2 separate regions of the Anas platyrhynchos genome follow, and region 1 is linked to region 2. Evidence: chromatin contacts called from public Hi-C data. All regions are on one chromosome and are shown on one strand. The core of a region is the stretch at or near the end of the contact, and the rest is flanking DNA. Distances in the headings are between cores, read along the strand shown.

Evidence for each region. A called contact is a pair of places that touch in the nucleus more often than the background predicts.
Region 1: a Hi-C map of subcutaneous adipose tissue shows a contact between it and region 2, with 2.9 times the contacts expected there. The contact joins the promoter of RPL8 here to the promoter of ATP6AP2 in region 2. A contact is called at or near these places in 3 of 8 Hi-C or Micro-C datasets (skeletal muscle and subcutaneous adipose tissue).

Annotation. Positions count from the first base shown.
Region 1 is chr1:123,021,459-123,024,593 of IASCAAS_PekinDuck_T2T, reverse strand. It overlaps RPL8 (ribosomal protein L8), which reads left to right and starts at 1,402. Exons shown (of 6, transcript XM_027449001.3): 1 at 1,402-1,518; 2 at 1,814-1,957. The coding sequence starts at 1,820. LOC106014871 (a long non-coding RNA gene) reads right to left here and starts at 1,088. Exons shown (of 3, transcript XR_001186512.5): 1 at 1-1,088.
Region 2 is chr1:122,796,130-122,799,616 of IASCAAS_PekinDuck_T2T, reverse strand. It overlaps ATP6AP2 (ATPase H+ transporting accessory protein 2), which reads right to left and starts at 1,583. Exons shown (of 9, transcript XM_027449006.3): 1 at 1,426-1,583. The coding sequence starts at 1,483.

The DNA.
Region 1 (3,135 bases), core at 153-2,652, 230 kb before region 2:
CAGCCTGAGGTGCTGCAGTGATACACATGAGTAGTAACAGTTCAGCATTACCAGGAGGAAGGGCTAAAACTGCATCCCTTGAGATGGTGAGCTCAGAGCTCTTCACACTCGTGGTATGGACATCTCTAAAAATATTCAGAGTATTCAAAAAGCTGGTGGGGAGGAACAAGGGACTGTTCTGGTTTCGGACTCATTGTCCGTGTTGCTGCACTGCCTTAGCTGCTAGGTGGCTGACCAAGCCCATGGTATAATTGAAAGATTGCAACTTCGTGGTGATAGCAGTGCAAGACTGCACCATGAATTAAATAATAATAAAATGAATACAGGGTTTAGTTGGTGCAGGATAATAAAATTAATGAGTGTACTAAATCATTACACAATCATGTCTCTTCTTGTGTAATTGATTACTAAGTCCTTAATTAATTTGCTACACAGAACGTGAAAGGGGAGTGACCAATACAATCTCCTGGATTTATGGGCATTATTTGGAAATGTGGGTAGTTCCTTAAGGCTCGGACTTTTGTCGGATTTAGTTGCAAAAGCTGCCCCCACATCTAAGGCCATCAGGAGCCATAAATCAAAATCTCGAGTTAGTCACTCTGTGCATCAATGTAAACCAAAATCAGCAGCAGTTTGTGGTAGTATCTCAAGCTGTAATCTCCCAAACGGGGCTTGGGCTGAGCAGCTGGCACCTTGAAGGTTAGCTGTTAAGAAATTGGATGCTTGGGTTCAGTTTAAAGTGATTGCTTATGTGGGGCCTACACATAGACCATTAGTAGTGAAAAGGTGAATTGGGTCAGCTGTAGCCACCTCTTCAAGAAGGGGAAGGGCTTGTGATGCTAAAGACATAGTGGGGTGTTAAAGGCATGAAGGCATTTTCCATTGCACCTTCCAGGGCATGGCACAAACTGATTAGGAGCACTACGACACTCGCCGTGCTTTGCGTTATCTCCCAGTTACGCTCTAAATGGTATTGATAAAAATCGGACACAGGCAGCGTGAAGTGGCTGGAGGGTTTTTTTTTTATTTTAAGTCGCTTCTTAGTGTGAACAGGACAGGACAGAAATCTTAAAAAAGAATAAATAGATAGATAAAGAAAAAGAGAAAATAAAAATAATAAAAAGAAAAAATAAAGAAAAAATAAAAATAAAATGAAAAAGAAAAAAAGAAAAAATAAAGATGAAATAAAATAAATAAAATAAAATAAAAAATAGAGAAAAAATAAGGAAAAAATAAAAAATAAATAAAAATAAATAAAAATAAATAAAATAAAACATAAAAAATAATAAAACAAAAATAAAATATAAAAAATAATAAACCAAAATAAAATAAAATAAAATAAAATAAATAAATAACCCCGCCATCAGCCCCCCCCCCCGCCCGCAGCCGGGCCCGCCCGGTTGCCAGGCAGTGACGTCACCGCCGCGCGCCCTCCCTCCCTCGCGCCGCGCGCCGGAAGAGCCTTGGCGCCGCGGTGACGTCAGCGCCTCCTCCTTTCCCAGCGAGGCCGCAGCGCAGGTAGGAGCGCGGCCGCCATCATCCGCCGCCATCCATCGCCATCCGGCCCCGGACGGCGCCATCGGGCCCTCAGCCGCCCTCCCCGGCCCTGCTCGGGTCCTCCTTCGTTCATCTCCCCGCGCGGCCGGGCCGGGCTGCGCCGCGGAGGGCGGCGGGGCGCGCTGCGGCCTAGCCGGGCGGTGATGGCGGCGGGAGGGCTGAGGGGGAGGCACGGAGGGGATTGGGGGGAGGGGGGGAGCTGCCGGGTGCTGCCCGGCGCTAACGGCCGGCCCCGTGCCGTCGCCTGTGCCCGCAGGGCGCCATGGGCCGCGTCATCCGAGGCCAGAGGAAAGGCGCCGGGTCCGTGTTCCGCGCCCACGTCAAGCACAGGAAGGGCCCGGCCAAGCTCCGCGCCGTCGACTTCGCCGAGAGGCACGGCTACATCAAGGGCATCGTCAAGGTACGGCCGGCGGGTGGGTAAAGGGGGCTGCGGCCCACCCCCAAACCTCGCGTGTGTGAGGGATCGTGCTTAAAGCTGGCTCCTTGTTATATACTCTCCTGATGTTCTGTTAAATCTGTTCCTTAAAACATTAAATGAGAAATCTGTGGCTGTATATCAGTAGGAAAGTGGATGACCTGTAGGCAGCAGCACGGTTTTCTGTTAGAGCTTTGCTGATGCAGAAATTCGAGCGTCCTTCTGCATCACTCTGAGTTCTCTGTAACGCACGAACCATGAGAGGGAAGGGAGGTGCCCTGAGAGTAGGCTGCATCTTAAAAAAAGTTATAAGCACAACCAATTGAAGCAAGGCCGTGCTGCCATGTGGGCAGTGCCCCAGTGTGTCAGGCAGTGCGCTGTCGCTGTTTTCTGGTTGTCAGTGACTGAGACCCCAAGCAGTGTGTACCCAGCCTGATGCCCCCAAAACCTCGTAATTTCTTCATCCTTTCAGAACACACTCATCTTGAGAGCGCAGGAAGAGTGGATTTGATACTTAAAGTAATTGAGTTTGATGAAAGAATCACAGAATTTCTAGGTTGGAAGAGACCTCAAGATCATTGAGTCCAACCTCTAACCTAACACTAACAGTCCCCACTAAACCATATCCCTAAGCTCTACATCTAAACGTCTTTTGAAGACTTCCAGGGATGGTGACTCCACCACCTCCCTGGGCAGCCCGTTCCAGTGCCTAACAACCCTTTCAGTAAAGAAATTCTTCCTAACATCTAACCTAAACCTCCCCTGGCACAACTTTAGCCCATTCCCCCTCGTCCTGTCACCAGGCACATGGGAGAACAGGCCAACCCCCACCTCTCCACAGCCTCCTTTAAGGTATCTGTAGAGAGCGATAAGGTCGCCCCTGAGCCTCCTCTTCTCCAGGCTGAACAAGCCCAGCTCCCTCAGCCGCTCCTCGTAGGACTTGTTCTCCAGGCCCCTCACCAGCTTCGTCGCCCTTCTTTGGACCCGCTCAAGCACCTCGATGTCCTTCTTGTAGCGAGGGGCCCAAAACTGAACACAGTACTCGAGGTGCGGCCTCACCAGAGCCGAGTACAGGGGGACGATCACCTCCCTAGCCCTGCTGGTCACACTGTTTCTGATACAAGCCAGGATGCCGTTGGCCTTCCTGGCCACCTGAGCACACT
Region 2 (3,487 bases), core at 334-2,833:
TCCCTCTTTCCTCTCTTCCCTGTTACATTCAACAACAAAGCTGACTACATATCCTTGTAGGGTGTAGTACAATGCCATTTATGCTGTAATAAGGTCAGAGAGGACTACATAGAAATGAGAGAGTTATTTCAGTCTAGCTGCCTACTTAACGTCACTTAGGCAGAACAGCAAGACTGTGTGTACACAAACACCTAACAGCTTATCTAAATCAATTCTAAAACATATTTGGTGCAAATCTGTATGTAAGCAGTCACACACACAATGCAGAGTTTCAGAAATATGCTTCTACCATAAAAATGATCTGATACAATGCTTAAGAAAACCAAGGAAGAAAGCAACAAATACTTGCAGGCCACCTAAGCTTCAGTTCCAATTACACCATCAGTCTGATTACGTGCTTCAAACTTACACATTTGTGGTAAACTTTTAAAGAAAATATAAGCAGCTACTCTCATGACCACTGAAAATTAGTTACCAGCCTGAGCAGCTATAGAAAGTACTTCTCCAGGGGATCTGTAAATCTAAAGGCCCTACACATACACACATAAAAAAAGCAAGCATCAGTAGTAACTGATGTGAAGCGCAATTATAATTTGTCTTGACATTAGTTTAACCAATTCGACCTTGAAGATGTTGCTTTAAACCTGGGTCATGATCATGCATACCAATGTTGACAGTAAACCTGAGCTATGTTACAATAAACACACTAAAGGAACAAAGTACTGTGAAGCAGGTCAGGGAAGGGTGGCAAAAGGCAGGCAGGAGGCCAAATCAACAGATGCATACGGAGCCGGTTCAAAAACACTTTTGTTTTAAATTGATATAGGTTCTCTGGGTGGCCTGCTATCAAGTGTAATGGTATAGCAAACCATATCTTGAAAAACATGCAGGTTTCCATGACAGTTTGCTTAAGAAGGAATTTACAATTACAGCTTTGCTCAATCAAATAGTGACAGGACAAGGGGGAATGGTTTAAACTGAAAGAAGATGGATTTAGGATAGATATTTGGAAGAAATTCTGTAACTGGAGGCTGGTGAGGCCCTGGCATAGGCTGCCCAGAGAAGCTGTGGCTGCCCCATCCCTGGAGGTGCTCAAGGCCAGGCTGGATGGGGCTTTGGGCAGCCTGGGCTGGGGGGAGGTGTCCCTGCCCATGGCAGGGGGGCGGAACCAGGTGGCCTTTGGGGTCCCCTCGTTCCCCAGCCAGCCCCCGCCCCCACACGACGCCCCCCCAGCCCACAGAGCCCATGCTGAGCCGCCGCTCGCCCCCCAACCCCAGCCCTCCCCCACCCGCCCCCGCGCGCGCCCCTTCCCAACCGCTGCGGCCTGGCCGTTGAGGCGCGCGACCGGCCGTTAACGACCGTTACGGCCGTTACCAGCCGCTACCGGCCGCCCACCTCACTCCCTCCCTGCCCCCGCCGCCTCACCGGCCAGGCAGGCCGCGACCAGCAGCACCGCCGCGGGCACCACGCCCCTCCGCCCCATGGCACCCCCGCCGCCGGCCGCCGCCGCACTGCCAGGCCCGGCCGGGAAGACGCCCGGCCCCCCCCTGCCGAGCGCTGACGGGCAGCCGGCGCGGCCAATGAGAGGGCGGGGTTCCCGGCGGAGGGGCGGGACCGAGGGGATAGCCCCGCCCACTCCCCGGCCCGGCCCGTCAGGTGAGGCGCTGCCTCGCTAGGGGGCGGGGCCGTGGTTTGAGTGGCGTTTCGGCTGGGCCAATCAGATCGCGTGGGGGAGCTCTGCGGCATTTCCCCCTACCGGTAAATTGGCAAGGAGGCGGAGCCTAGTGGGAGTGAATGACAACCGCTTTGTCCAATCGAAGCGCGAGAGGTCAGGGCCTCGCCCCTCCCACCGCCCCCTCACCGCGGCCGTGCGGGGGGAGGGAAAATCTCTGATTGACAGGCAAACCAACCAATCACAGGCTCCATGAGGCGCGGTGAGGGGCAGTGGGTGTGGGAGCCGTTAGTGATGGGGGCAGTTCCACAGCCCTTAGGGCTGGAGGAGGGCTCCAGGGGCTCCATGTCCGACCACCCACTGCCACCACTCAACCGTGTCCCTAAGCACCACGGCCAGCCTCCCCTTAAGTCACCATAACCTTCATAAACCACGCTGTGCGAGTCACGGGCACTTCCAATTAACACCCACGTAATTAATGCTCTGCTTGGCGCATGACGAAACCAGCACCACACAACGGCTGCTGTAGAGTAAATGCAAATAGTTTGTGGACACCACAGTAAGAGTGTGACCAGGCCGCTTGTGGTCTCTCCTGCCTTCTCAGCAGGGCTAAGAGAACATAACGATGACGATCATTAAACAAGGACATTGAATAACTGCTTTTTCAGTGACCCTGGCCCATTCTCTTCACTGAGAAAGACAGAAATACATGTTAAAAACTATCCTGTAAGCTAACGATGCTCGCACAACGTGTGCGTCCATGGGTTGCAGTTGAAGGTTATGTGTGCTACCTCATTTGTGGTATTTGCGAGCTCCTGTGAGCTGCACAGTCACCCTTAGTCCAGCCCCCGTTTGGACTGGATATACACCCAAAATGTTGATAGAAATAGGGGCAGGACAGTGCCTCAAAGCAGTAAGGTTGTGAAACTGCTGGAGGGCGTTAGGGGTATGTGATGATGTCTTAGATGGAGATGTAGTGGGAAGTGCAGAGCAGAGAAAGCAGAATACAAAGGAAGAAGTTTCTTCCTTTGTCTAAATCAAGGATTTCTTTAAAATGTGAAGTGTTAAAGAAGGGGACAGGGTAAATAAGACTGCTTTAATGAAGTTATTTCTCTTATATCCACTACTATCTCTGCATTTCAAATCTAGGCATGTTAGCTGTCATTTCAGATTTTGTTAGGATTATCTTGAGATTGTTTTCCATAAAGCATTAATTATGGAAGCCATGCTATGAAGAGTTTCAACTTACTTTTTTTCATATTTACAGAAATATTTATTTTTTTAAGTCTTAATAGAAATAGAAATAGAACAGAAATCAGAGTATGGCATTTGGATATTCTTCCATTCCTTTTCTGCTTTGAATTACTTTTCTTCTTGAAGTCGCAATAGAAAGATGGTTTGTGAAAAAAATCTCTCTTCTATCTTACACGTTCTTGTTCTCATCTTGGTTTCTTCTTTGCAAAAAAATAACAAATAGAAGCAATACATTTCATTATGAAACAGTCAGCTCTCACTAACTCTGTGCGCTGCTTTTCGGTGCCCACTGGGTATCTGCATTGCAGTGAAGCCCTGGTATAAGAGAATAATACGATCACTTTAGAGGCTGGCAGAGTTCTAGCTATTTTCTCTAGGCTTAATTTAGATCCCAGCTGTGCTCGAAGAGAGTGAATTTTGTAATCCTGTAAGCAACGTTTGTGACAAAATCTACACGCAGTAAAATTATTCTATTAAACTGATTTCATTTTGAGCTCCTGCTCAGGGCAAGTAAAAAAATATGAGACTACATGCACATTAGGTCAGAAATAATTTTTATTA